2 separate regions of the Rattus norvegicus genome follow, and region 2 is linked to region 1. Evidence: chromatin contacts called from public Hi-C data. All regions are on one chromosome and are shown on one strand. Each heading gives the region's core, a stretch centred on a gene start, on an enhancer-like site or on the middle of the called end of the contact. The rest is flanking DNA. Distances are from core to core; before and after follow the strand shown.

Region 1 (3,800 bases), core at 529-3,028:
TGCACCGTTAATTACAGAACTCAGGAGGCAGAGGCAGATGTATCACTGAGTTCGAGGCCAGCCAGAGCTACACAGTGATATACTGTGTGTTGTCTCCCCTTCCACCATATCTGTATTCTCCCATTTAATCTTGGAGGGGGGAAAATATCACGACATTGTTTTATGTGAGGAAAACTCAGGGTGTGGTGGGGAGTGGTGCTTGGGTCCTGGAATGTCTGTCCCTAGATGGCAGTAGTTAAGACACAAAGTTTCTTTTCTTTGTGACTGTATTTAGAAGTAATGGATGTGGGTGAGGTGGCACGACGCTGGGGAATCTGAAGTTCCCTACCAGCATAGCTATCCGCTGAGTTTGATGTCCGCCTGGGCAACATAGTGAGACTCGTCTCAAAGGTCAAAAAAAAAAAAAAAAAAAAAAAAGCAACAAATACCATACAAACCTCCCCAAATCTCCCAATAATATTAACTTGAAAAAAAAAATCTAAAACAACAAAACCTCCCCAAGAAAACCAGTGGTTCTGATGTTGGCTATGATTATGAGAATGGATTATGCTGCAGCTGGCAGGACCTACCTGCTTGCAGATTTCAGTCTGGTCGTCGGTCCCAAATGCACTGATGAGGTCTTCCTTCTTGGCAACCTGACCTTTGGAAACATTGACAAACACTGAATGGGTCTGCAGAACTTCATCAAGGTCTTTTTCCCTTGAAAGGGCAGGAGAGAAAGTCCTATGTGAATCCACTGGACAGCTGAAAATCCACTCACATTTAAACACAAGATGCCAACAAGATAAAAGGGAAGTGCTACAAGCTGGGTGTGAGGTGCACATCTGTAATCCATCATTTAGGAAGTAGAGGCAGGGAAATTTAAGACAAGCCTCAATCCCCCACCCTCACCCCCAAAACCTAAAGCCTAAAACCTAAAGGAAAAAGGAGAAATCACTACCCCCCCCCCCCCACACACACACACAATTACTCTCTCTCTGGTGACTACCTGCGCAGGACCAATCGAAAACTCAGGACAGTATCTGTATTCTCCCACTGCACTATGGAGGGAAAAACCACGTCATTGTTTTATGTAAGAAAACTCAGGGTGTGGTGGGGAGTGGTGCTTGCGTCCTGGAATGTCTGTCCCTAGATGGCAGTAGCGAAGACATTATACGCACTTTGGGAAACGGGGGATTCTGAGGTGTGTGTGTGAGACGTTTGCTGTACTAATTTCAGTATTCGTAGGTGTAGGATTAGCTTCCGGACTACTATCCTTGGAAAAATGACAATGTTTCTTTTCTTTGTGATAGCGTCTTAATCATTAATCCAAGAGGCCACCGCGATTTCGGGGTCCTCGTGGTTGCAGCTTTGTTTTTTTTTTTTAGGACAGGGTCAAACACACCTGGAACTCACAGCAATCCTCCTGCCTCAGTATCCTGAGCACTGGGATTACAGACATAGTCCCACCCGGCTCTGACGAAGTTTATAGCTGGCAGTTTTTATGACACCAACAAAATCTCAAACCAAAACCCAATCCGAATCAGGCAAACCAGTCCTGAAAGGTACTCTCAAGAGCCAGGGTTAAGAAGACCAGGCCTCGAAGTGGCCGGTCCGCTGAACTCTGGACGCAGCATCACTCACACTCCACTCCGCCAGCCGACGACCTTGTTTTTATAGCAGGCGATTTCGAAGCGCTTCCCTCCCCGCTTCATCCGCACCACGGCTACATTGGTCAGTCGGATCTGGTTGGTGGGGGTGAAGATCGACATGGTGGCTGCTCACAGATCTCGAGCTCGCGGGGACTCCAAGTGCTCAGCTGAAACGACCCTGCGGCGCGCGAACCCTTAACGCCCAAAGAGTGCGCGGCTCTTCCGGTCCCTACTCCGGGGCAGCAGCTACTGCGTACCCGATTGCCCTACTGCGCATGCGTCAGGTGGGTACAAACCCGGTAGAAGAAAGCAACTACGCCTGCGCAGTGTGACTTTTGCGCCCTCCATCTCCGCCCTCAAAGGAAGGCGTTCTGTTCGGTGGTGACGTCATTTACTTGCGCCAGTCATGGCTATAGGCTGGTGACTAATGTTTAGTGTCCCGGTGGGAACTTGGTATTCTGGTTGAATAGTTCTGCAGAGTTTAAACGCTGCACTCATTTTTAACTTTTTAAAGGAGAATTTTAGAGGGGAAAAAGGAGGTAAAAAGTGTAACGAGCTTCCATCTTGCTTCAATAATTATCCACCTGTTTTCATTCTTTTAAAATATTTTATTTATTTATTATATATATGAGCACACTGTAGCTGTCTTCAGACACACCAGAAGAGGGCATCAGATCTCATTACAGATGGTTGTGAGCCACCATGTGGTTGCTGGGATTTGAACTCAGGACCTCGGGAAGAGCAGTCGGTGCTCTTAACCACTGAGTCATCTCTCCAGCCCCCCTGTTTTCATTCTTATTCTATCCTCCCTCTTTTAACTGTATTATTTTACAACAAATTACCCCGCGGGATGGCCATCGTCTGTAATGCCAGAATTTGGCAGGTATAGACAGGATACAAAGAGTTCAAGGCCATCTTCGCCAGCACAGGGAGTCCGAGGCCAGCCTCGATTGCTTGAGAACCTTTTTCATCATCGCCTTCAAAACAAATCATCATATGGTTTTATTCTTTTTTTTTTTTTTTTTTTGGTTCTTTTTTCCGGAGCTGGGGACCGAACCCAGGGCCTTGCACTTCCTAGGCAAGCGCTCTACCACTGAGCTAAATCCCCAACCCCATATGGTTTTATTCTTAAATATTTAAGTATTTCAGTATACCGTTATCAGACACTGATCTAATATGCACTTCACATTTTATTCCTAACATAAACAATTCTCTTTACAGTCGATTTGTTCCAGATAAAATGCAAAGAAGCCCGCCCACTGTACATATAGACTGCATACTATAGTCATTGTAGGTTTTGCTTTGTTTTGCTTATTTGAACACAATATAGCCTAGGCCAATCTCTAATTCATGGGCAATCCAATCCTCTGCATTTTGTCTCAGTCTCCCATATTGGTATTAGAAGTATGTGCTACTACACCTGGCTGCCCTTAGTCTGTTGTTTTGTTTGTTTGCTTGCTTTTTAGATTCCGTATTCTCTGTTTCTTATTTAAAAATTCTCTTGGAGGGGCTGGAGAGATGGCTCAGTGGTTAAGAGTACTGACTGTTCTAGTGGTCCTGAGTTCAATTCCCAGCAACCACATGGTGGCTCACAATCATCTGCAATGGAATCCGATACCCTCTTGTGGTGTGTCTGAAAACTCTATCTATACATTTCTTTAAAGAAGTAAATACAATTTCTCTTGGCCTATGCACCTTATGCACCTGGGAGTCAGAGGCAGGCTAATTGCATTGTAAATTCGAAGCCATTTTGTTCTACATAGGCAAGTTAAGGCCATTCGGAGCTACACAGTGAGACTCTAAATAGTAGCTATCCTGTATCTCGTGATCCTTCTGTTTCAGTCTCAAGAGCGATGAAATTACAGGCCTGTGTCACCAAGCTGAATTAGTTTCTTCCATTGATTGATTGATTGATTTATTGAGACAAGGTCTCTTTATAGCCCTGGCATACGTATGTCCTGGAGCTTATTACGGGGACTAACTAGGAGCTCCCAGAGATCCGCCTGCCTGTGACTCTGGAGTGCTAGGATTAATGGCCTGCACCATGCCAGGCTGTCATTGATTTCTTGAAAGTACTGCCCTCTGTGCCGCCCTTTCCCCTTCTGAGCCAATCCCAGTGGAGCCAGAAGCACGTTGGCTTTTGCATCTCCCGCTCTGGATGGAGCTTCC
Region 2 (3,800 bases), core at 357-2,856, 460 kb before region 1:
TGTCAGCACCGAGTTTTCCTGGGCAGTCTTGAGTTTTCCAACTCGATCCAACATTTTCTTGCCCTGTTCTCTACTTTGTAAGCAGACGACTGACTCTGCAGTCTCCCTCTGCCTTGTTTTACCAGCAGTGATGATGAAACTGCCAAGTGGTCTACAAACGTAAACACGAGTCTTCTGCATGCCAAATATCATATGCACAGCTTTTGCGATCTCTCAAATCTCCAAAGCTACTTTAAACATTATACTTAGTGTAGCCAGAATAGCAAGAGGTTTGGGAATGTCAGTCCGATGACTGGTTAGTTCTTTTTCCTTTTTAAATTTTCTGTATTTCGAACCTATACACCTGCTAAACCTTCTGTTTTCTTTGGACAGGGTCTCACTACGTAGCCATGGTTGGCCTGGAACTTGCTATGCACACCAGGCTGGCCTTGAAGGCACAGAGATCTGCTTGCCTCCCATGTTCTGGGATTAAAAGCATATGACACTACGCCTGGCTATGTATCGTTTCTGTAATGAGTATCACACAGATGTTGAGGGGAATGAGAATTTCTTATTCCTATCAAAATGGCAAAACCTTCAGTATAGCTCAGTAGAATACATCCAACGGCATTATGAGTTGTCATCTGTGTGGAGAAGTGACTCAAAAAAATTCAGCACGTATCGTATCTATACCTAAGTGCCCAGACATACTGGCAGGGGAAACATCTATACGCTTAGTTGGTTTTGTTTTTGTTTTTGTTTTTTAATGTTTAAAGGAATGCTTTCAAAGACTGGGTACCACTGTCCAGCCATATTTGAGTTTTTAGCAGGCTTAGTTCATAACACGTTGGAGGTTGAGGCAGGAGGATTGCTACGAGTCCGAAGCTAGACAGTGAGCTGTCTAGCCGGGACACAGAGTGAATCTTTGTTTCATATTTTTAAAAATTAAGAAAACAAAACTGCCTCAATGACCTGGGCCCTAAGAATAGACTGATTCTTGAGGCTCCTCAACGCCCATCGCACCACTCCTAAAGCCATCTAGTACTTTCTGCCTAGCAATAATGCTCCCGTCAAACTCCGGGATTTTTAAATGACCAGGGTAGAGGGGAAGGGTCCATTTTCTGTGTTCCCACATTCACGGATAAAAATAGGCAAGACAAATGAACCTGGGAAACCTCGCGAGAGTGTGAGGGAAGCATCCCGGAGTCCAGTAGCTAGAGACACCCCGCAAATAGAGGCCGACACCTCTGCTTCCTGTCACGCCCAGTCGAGTGCCGAGGTCGAAGCATCCCTCACACACGAGCAGTAGTGCTTTTCCTGCAAAACTGGCCGCGCAACCGCCACGCCGTAATCCTTAAAGCGCGGAACCGCAACGTTGTGAGGCGAGCACAACGGAACCTTAGAATTCGGAGTGCGGATTACCGGAGAACAAGTTTCTCGGATGCGCAATGACGTCGCGACTTGGCGTGTGGGCGGGCCCAGAGAGACCAGCGTCAGGATAAGCCAATCAGCGGGCACCAAGAGAGCCACAATCCAATGGAGGTGCTCTGTGGGCACGCTGGGGGCGGGCCAGATGCGTAAGACTTTTCGAGAAGACCCGCATAGAGCACGTTGTTCTCGGCCTCTCCCTGAGCTCGACCAGCCATGGCGGCGGTGAAGACCCTAAATCCCAAAGCCGAGGTGGCCCGGGCGCAGGCAGCGCTGGCGGTGAACATCAGCGCGGCACGGGGCCTGCAGGATGTTCTGAGGACCAACTTGGGCCCTAAAGGCACCATGAAGATGTAAGCCCGGGCTGGCGGGCGGGAGGGCCTGGCGGGTCAATGGCCGCAAACTCCAGTCGCTGCCTCCAGGCCTTCGCACTAGCATTTTCTACAATGTTTGTGCTGCATCCCATCCAAACCACCCGGATTCGCGCCTTTCGGGGTTGCGGGTTGCACCCACTTCTTTTGGAGGAAGAGGATGGCGTGTGCACCCTTCCTGAACCCAGCCCCCCCGAGTTTACTAGGATGTAGGAATAAGACCCAAATTTCAGGAGGATCTGTTTTTGTTACCTTATTAGCCAGCAAATTAGTGAAGTTCCCTGAGACGTAGCGCTTGGATTTTTAAGTATACTCTTAGTCACGCCTCTCGTATCCGTTCCTCAAATTACGCCTGCTTTGGAGTCCTATTTCATAGCCTCCTTTTGTCCCCTTTACTCCTCTTTCGCTTTCGTGGGTCTTTTCATTATGTAATTAGTCGAGGTAGAGTCTGACTGATAAGTTATGGTTTGTCTGGAACTCCCAGAGATTTGCATGACTTTAAGAGAGGGTTGGGTGATATACATCACCCCTTGGCTGCTTTGTGGAATTCTTACTTGCTTTTTTATTGGAAAGTCACATTCTTGCTCATCAATCCCTGCCCGTTTGACAGGCTTGTATCTGGTGCTGGAGACATCAAACTTACTAAAGATGGCAATGTGCTACTTCATGAAATGGTAAGAAGCTGCCGTGCTAGGTATTAAAAAAAAAAAAAAACTTTTGACCTGTTCCTTCTGGATAAAATTCTTCATCGTACGTTTCAAGCAGAAATATAGGAAGTGCTGTAGTGGGTGAGGAACTCTGTAGAGTCTCAAATGTGTGTTTGGGTCCTTGGTATTTTGTTTTGGTTTTGGCCTACTTTGTATAGTCTGGGCTAAAAAAAAAATAATAACAATAATTGTATAAAAGATCGCTATGTCTGCTTTAGCTAAATCTTGTAACACAGCTTTAATCCCAGTACTCAACTAGATCTCAGGATTCAAAGCCAGACAGAGCTACATATGCAAAAACAGGGCAGTGGGAAAGAAAAGCAAAAATGAATGATCATCTTTTTACTCAACTGCAGGAGAAATGAAAAATCTCCTTACTTTGTTTGAGATGAGTCTCACTGTGTAAGCCTCAGTGATTACCTACTTTCTTTCCCTGAATGCTGGGATTAAAGCTGTGCGCCTCACACCAGGCTACCTTAGAGTTGTTATTTTTGTCCCTGGGATCATATTAAATTGACCCAATTACCCATTTCCCTCACCAGAACTTTCAGGTCCTGTAGTTCACATCCCAGTAAAGGGAATGTCTTGAACATCCAACCAAAATGTAGCCATGCTGTGCAATCTTGAGTGGGACGCTGTAAAAGAAGCCTTTCTTATGTTTTACCCTAGGTAACCATAAGTCATTTAAGTAGTTCTTTTTCTACCTGCAGCAAATTCAACACCCAACAGCCTCTTTGATAGCAAAAGTGGCTACAGCGCAGGATGACATAACCGGCGATGGCACTACATCCAATGTCCTCATCATCGGAGAGCTGCTCAAACAAGCGGACCTCTACATTTCTGAAGTACACAATGATTCATGTTTCTGAGTTTCTGCTTGTTGTTTGGTGGGCTAATGGTGCTAATTGATGTGATGCTAGCTGAGGGCACACCGTAGAACGGTTGAGCTGCTTAGCTCAGAGAGCCTCTGCCTGTCTGTCACTGGTCTGAAATGAATGGGAAAAAATCACCTCTAAGTAATGATTACATATTTTTAATGGACTAGCCTACTCTGGTTTCTTTTTAAAAATATTTCAAAATGATGTGAATTAGTTTCAGATTACCTGTAGACAAGAGAAGCAAGCTCTTACAGCAAAATGTTAGGAGCCAGTTTTGAGTTCGTGGATTGCACAGTGAACACCCAAGTGTGCTCTGTAGTTCCCTTGGCCTTGACTCTGTGCTAGAGTAAAGTCTGTTCTTTTCCTCTGCATTGAAAGGAGTACTGTGTCCTTTTAAATGTATTCAGAAAATCAGCACACCATCTTAATTGTAGTGA

Evidence for each region. Hi-C and Micro-C count contacts between places; a contact is called where the count stands out from the background.
Region 2: a contact with region 1 is called in a Hi-C map of liver, with 2.0 times the contacts expected there. The contact joins the promoter of Cct6a here to the promoter of Sbds in region 1. A contact is called at or near these places in 2 of 12 Hi-C or Micro-C datasets (both in liver).

Annotation. Positions count from the first base shown.
Region 1 is chr12:32,054,635-32,058,434 of GRCr8, reverse strand. It overlaps Sbds (Sbds, ribosome maturation factor), which reads right to left and starts at 1,778. Exons shown (of 5, transcript NM_001008289.1): 1 at 1,624-1,778; 2 at 570-699. The coding sequence starts at 1,751.
Region 2 is chr12:32,516,878-32,520,677 of GRCr8, reverse strand. It overlaps Cct6a (chaperonin containing TCP1 subunit 6A), which reads left to right and starts at 1,606. Exons shown (of 14, transcript NM_001033684.2): 1 at 1,606-1,760; 2 at 2,389-2,452; 3 at 3,196-3,330. The coding sequence starts at 1,624. Snora22c (small nucleolar RNA, H/ACA box 22C) reads left to right here and starts at 3,651; the gene lies at 3,651-3,785.